Linked DNA regions of Zea mays: region 1 is linked to region 2. The links are chromatin contacts, called in public Hi-C maps. All regions are on one chromosome and are shown on one strand. Each heading gives the region's core, a stretch centred on a gene start, on an enhancer-like site or on the middle of the called end of the contact. The rest is flanking DNA. Distances are from core to core; before and after follow the strand shown. Region 1 holds the start of LOC100273089 (Pentatricopeptide repeat-containing protein). Region 2 holds the start of LOC103627315 (RING/U-box superfamily protein).

The links. Hi-C and Micro-C count contacts between places; a contact is called where the count stands out from the background.
Region 1: a contact with region 2 is called in a Hi-C map of tassel, with 2.4 times the contacts expected there. The contact joins the promoter of LOC100273089 here to the promoter of LOC103627315 in region 2. A contact is called at or near these places in 3 of 25 Hi-C or Micro-C datasets (ear, leaf and tassel).

Annotation. Positions count from the first base shown.
Region 1 is chr5:178,534,904-178,537,718 of Zm-B73-REFERENCE-NAM-5.0, reverse strand. It overlaps LOC100273089 (Pentatricopeptide repeat-containing protein), which reads right to left and starts at 1,491. Exons shown (of 1, transcript NM_001147538.1): 1 at 1-1,491. The coding sequence starts at 1,450.
Region 2 is chr5:178,320,552-178,323,325 of Zm-B73-REFERENCE-NAM-5.0, reverse strand. It overlaps LOC103627315 (RING/U-box superfamily protein), which reads right to left and starts at 1,310. Exons shown (of 4, transcript XM_008647621.4): 1 at 820-1,310; 2 at 1-678. The coding sequence starts at 843.

The DNA.
Region 1 (2,815 bases), core at 242-2,741, 210 kb before region 2:
ACAGTGCCGCAGTGGGCCTTATACCCATATCTTGCACTTTACAAAATGTTCTAACCGCCTCCTCAATCCTGTCTTCTCTACAAAGACCAGAAGCTATTGTCGAATAAGTAATGATATCTGGTTGGAGCCCTTTACTGGTCATCTCATCCAACAGTTCTAACGCTTCCTTTGTTTTGCCAGCCTTAGTAAGGCCATCAATGACCGTGTTATAACTAATCAAGACCGGGCTACAGCCTTTGTCCTTGAGTTGATGAAGCAATTCAATAGCAACATCAACTTCCCCATTGCGGCAGAGTGCTGTAAGTAGAGTGTTGTATGAAACGATGTCTGGGTAACAACCCCTGGACACCATTAGTTCCACAAATTCCATTGCTTTATGTATCTTCTTTTGTTTGCAGAAGGCATGAAGAAGCGGGTTGTAACTCAATGAATTAGGCGTGCATCCGTACTGGGGCATCTGCTCAAGAACTTCCATTGCGGGCTCAACCAATCCTCTACGACACAAGAAACTGATGAGCATATTAAATGTTACCACATTCGGAGGGCAACCCTTGTGTGCCATCTCTTCCATGAGCTTCTCGGCATCTTCCCACCGTTCTGCAGTGAACAAACCCTTCAGCACAATGTTGTAGCTAACAGTGTTCGGCTCGCACCCATAGGACGGTAAGTTCTTCAAGAACTCCATTGCGTCCTCAACCCGGCCTTCCTGGCAGATACCATTGAGGACGACATTATAGGTGACAATGTCCGGGGCGCACCCCTTGTCATGCATCTCATCGAGTAGCTTCATGGCCTGCTTGTACCCGCTCCTCTTGCAGGTGGCCTCGAGCAGAATGGTGTACGTGACGACGTCGGGCAAGCAGCCGCGGCGGAACATATCCTCGAGCACCGCCAGGGCGTTGCTGGTTCGGCCGCGGCCACAGAGGCCTCGGATGAGCGTGTTGTAGGTGTACGCGTCGGGCTCCACGGGCATGTCCGCCACGAGCCTGCGCGCGGCGTCGAGCTGCCCGGCCCCGCAGTAGCCCGCCACCATGGCGTTGTAGACCATGACATCAGGCCCGCTCGCAGCCAGCACGCGGCGCGCGTCCGCTGTGCGGCCCGACGCGCAGAGCTTCTTGATGAGCGCGGCGCAGGGCCCCACCGCGGCTGGCGAGGGTGGGTTGAGGCCCGCGAGTGAGTCGACGAGGCGGAGGGCATCGTCCAGTTCGCCACGGCGTACGAGAACGCGGAGACGTTCCGTGGCGGAAGCGGAGGAGGCTTTGCGGCGTGGGGTGGCCGCGGATGCGGCGGGGTATGCGGCGACGCGGGGGACGAGGTGGAGTTGAGGGGGCCTGGGGGTTGGGGGCTTGGGTTGCGCGGGGAGGGAAGGATAGGAGTGGGAGGAGGGCAAGGTGATGAGAGCGGCGGACATGTGGGACGGCAGCGCAGCAGGCGGAGGTGCGGCGGCCATCGGTGTCGGGCGACGAGGCAGCGCCCAGCGGCGACGATAAGGTCAGCGGTGTAATGGGCCGACGCACTGGTGAGCTTTACGGACCGTTGGCTCCAGAGAATGTATATTTGGCATTACACTGAAGAAGTAAAGAGGACATATCTCATGCATATATAAGTTTAGTGCACAGGGTGCACATATTAAATTATTACTATTCATCTCAAATTTAACGTCTATGGTTGATCATTGTAATTTACAAATAACACCTTCTATCACTACACCCTACCATGTCCTTAGTAAAATATATTAAACAACTAGAGATGTCAGATCTAAAATGAGTGGTGATGATTTAATATGTGCATCATGTGCACTAAACATCTATGTGCACCATATATATTCTCTACACTAAAAGGGGTTCGTAAAATTATCATTAGATCTATGAGTATATTATGATAACTATAACAAGAAAGCAACATTGTGAGTGGTAAAATATCAATTATTCGGGATAGCTCACCATAGCTCTGATGTGTAAGAGCATTCTTAAGAGACTAGCTAAATGACTTGTCAATCTAAAATTTAATTACTTAATAGCAAAATAACTCTCTAACACACTGGTCATCCAACTCGCCAAACTATCCGACTCTCTAAATTGGCTCTCTCACTAGCCAAGTTTGGCTAGCCACTCTAAACTAACATGCATGTTAGAGAGTCTGTTAGAATTAAATGCTATATATAGAGTTTAATCTTTGATGAAAAAATAAATAGAGTCAAATAGAGAGTTAAAAATAAAGAGTCTCTTAGAGATGCTCTAACAATCCATTTCAAACGCTCTAGCTCTATTAAATTTGGATTATAAAAAATAGATTTAGATTTATGGAGTGTTTGGTTTCTAGGGTCTAATTTTTAGTCCCTAAATTGTCAAATATAGAAACTAAAACTCTATTTTAGCTTTCGTATTTGATAATTTATAGATTAAAATGGAATAAATTGTAGGAAAAAAATTAGTCCATAAAAATCGAACATCCTTTAGGTTTTTTATGAAGTTGGCTAAGAGGAGTCTACAAAAGTCTCTTCCATTGTCCTTATGAAGTTGGATGCAAATTGCCCAATGCGACTAATTAAACATATTCAGCAGGTGGTGTTAGTGATTTAACATGTGTTCGTGTAGTTGCCGCAGTTGGTGTATCTTAAGGTTTAAGTGGGCGCAATTTGCCAAGAGCTACTGCTGCACGTGCTAGAAGATCAGACTACTAGTGAGCATCCAATAAGCAAAAGAACGCGTCGTAGCTTTGTCAGTTGTTAATGAAAATGAGATCCTTGAGGATAATGGAGAATCTGAATCTGAGGCAATGCAAATGAATAGGGAGGAAAATGGGTTTGGCTCAT
Region 2 (2,774 bases), core at 61-2,560:
CATGCAGATGCGGCACACCGCCTCCTCAGCCGCGATGTCTTGATCTTCTTCCTCTTCTCCGGTGGTAACGGTAGTAGCAATAGCATCGGCGGTGCCCCTTGCGGCCTCATCTTGGAGAGGTGGAGGAGGAGGAAGAGGAACACGCAGTGGCACCACTCTGAGGCGCCTGAGGGAGCTGGAGTCTGCCACTCTCCTCGACCCTTTCCCTTTTGCGGTGGTGCCGCTGGATCGCCGCCTGGCCACGCTCGTAGCTGGCACGGACTGCGACCGACATACCTGCTTCATCAGCTTGTCGGCCTCATCATCATCGTGCTCTAGTTGATGCTGACCAGCAATGTAATCCTCCAAGCAGGTGGGGGAGCTGGAGCCGCCGGGCGCCCACATTCTGAAGCTCAAGATCTTGGAGAAGGATAGCGAACGGACCCCGCAGTCTGCTTGCTGGCTATGGCTTGCTTCATCTGTTGATCTCAGGCTGCGTGCTGGCAGGAGGCAGCTCGTCTGCTTATGCTTATTCCCGGTGGACGAGGACGAGGAGAAGTGATGGTCGTCGTCGTTGTCTTCTTCGTGATGGCCCTGCCGCTGCCCCTGTCCCAGATCATCTAATGTGCCGCCATCGTCTTCCACGGGCGAAGTGGAGGTGGAGGTGGAGCCGTCCGCCGCCACCTCTGCCCCCGCCCCCTGCGCGCGCAACACAGATCGAATCAGTAAGCTAACTAGCCTGATGGATGGGTCGAGATCAAATTAAAGCTCTAGTGAACATGGAGAGAGTTGGATCAAGAAGGAACGATGGAAGCACCCACCCACCCACCCAAAGTGTACCTGTGAATGTTTAGGAAGAGCCATGGCGCGCGACGCGACCCGGAGCTGGAGGAGGTAGCCGTGTGTGTGTGTGTGGCGAGCTCGAGCACGCGCAGTGAGCACTTGCGACGAATTGAAGAAAAACCTCGCATCCTGTTTGTTATGGCAGGGGAGCCCGGCCAGGGCCCCACGCGGCAGGGTCGCGCGTGAACAGTGCCTGGTGTCCTGGTCAGATTTGATTAGATTGATTTGATATGTTTAAAAAGAAATAAGTTTAGATTGACAATGTTTTTTAGAGTCAAGTCAGTCGTCTCTGTGAAAGAAAGAATCTAGTATCGATTATAATCAAGAAGAAAAAAGAAGAAATTTTCTAGGGTGGAGAGGCTCTCCTTCTCTTCGCTGTTACAAGTTAAATCCATAGAAAAAGAGAGAATTTTATTTCGATAGTAATTGAACAAGGAAAAAAAAGACAAACCGTTCTATGGTCGAGGGCTCTCCTTCTGATGATTGCTACCCAGCCAATCCATATCACATCTACAGATGGCTAAATAGGCCACACGACATATCACTGCCATTAATATTATTAGACACAAAACTATTATGCACGATTAGTACTCGTGTCGACACCGTGTTGTGCCGATACTATATGATAGGCACTATTTCATTTTAGGAGCTTAAAAAAAGTGAATTTATTATGTTTGAAGTCATAACAAATCACAATTCACAATCACATACACACATCACAATCATATCTATGACACCAGCTGGTCTAAGCCGTATCTAATCATGATATGCTCGTGCCAGCCCATCTTGTCGGGGTGGCTACCCAAACACGAGCGCTATACCATGTCGTGTTAGCATTGGCACTATATAAATCGTGTATGTACTGTGTCAAAGCATTATGGGTCGTGGCGTGCTTAATCACGGTCTATTTAACACGGCTCAATTGGCAGCCAATGGTGCTGCTGCATGCTTGCATTTGCTTTCCAATTAATCCAATCCAATCCAAAATTAATAAATCCACGGTACGCACGGCACGGTACTGCCACTGCCACTTTATAGATAGATGGTATTTGGTAGGTAGATCTAGGTTTGATTTCCATTGAAAAGGTGGGTTAACTATTATACCTTAATAACAAACCACGCGGCAACAACAGATGGTGTTGTCAAGGGAAGAAGAAAAGAAAAAAAAATCAAGTTTGGTTAACCGTTGCTATTTGGTAGCGATGGAGGTGAAATAGCTGCAATGCAATTAAAGGGTGGATAGGGAGACGCAGGCAGGATCGCCCAGCGATCGGAAGGTGAGGGGTGCAGTCCTGCAGTGCAGGACATGATCGATGATGAAACGACCGATAGAGAAGCTGGTGGTGTGCTCATTTCGACAGCAAGTTGGTTTGCTTTGGCTTTGGCTTGGCACGCGACGCGACTGTTGAGCGAGACCACGACGACACGGACGTGATTGACTAGCTAACTGCAACTACCATCTCACAATGACAGTTCACTCTCTGCCTGGGCCTGCTCTTTTTTTCTCTCGTTTACTTCGCAACCAAAATTATTTTGGGACTGCTTCTGGAGAAGAGAAAATTCAGTCGGCAAACAAAAAAAAAACGAATGTGGAAATTAGCTAAGAAGGTTATCCTCCTCCGTCCATTCTTTTCCCATCTGACGAGGTTGCTCTCTATGCGCCCCTTGAAAGACTTTGTGATATTTTGTGGAGGGGGAAGGACATTCACGGTATGGGTTTAGCGACTTTGAGATCGTGCATATGGTCACTAAAAACATTGTTTTGTATTGTAGATTACACTATTCGTATATTTGAATTTGAATTTGAATATGAATATGAGTAAGTTGTGGGGATAGTCTAAGCTAGAAAACAATTATCTAGAGTGAGTGGGTATCCAATACCGGCCTGGTCCAGGCCCACCTCAACACCACGAATGCTCAAACCGGGCCCAACCACGGAACAAGCTGTCTCC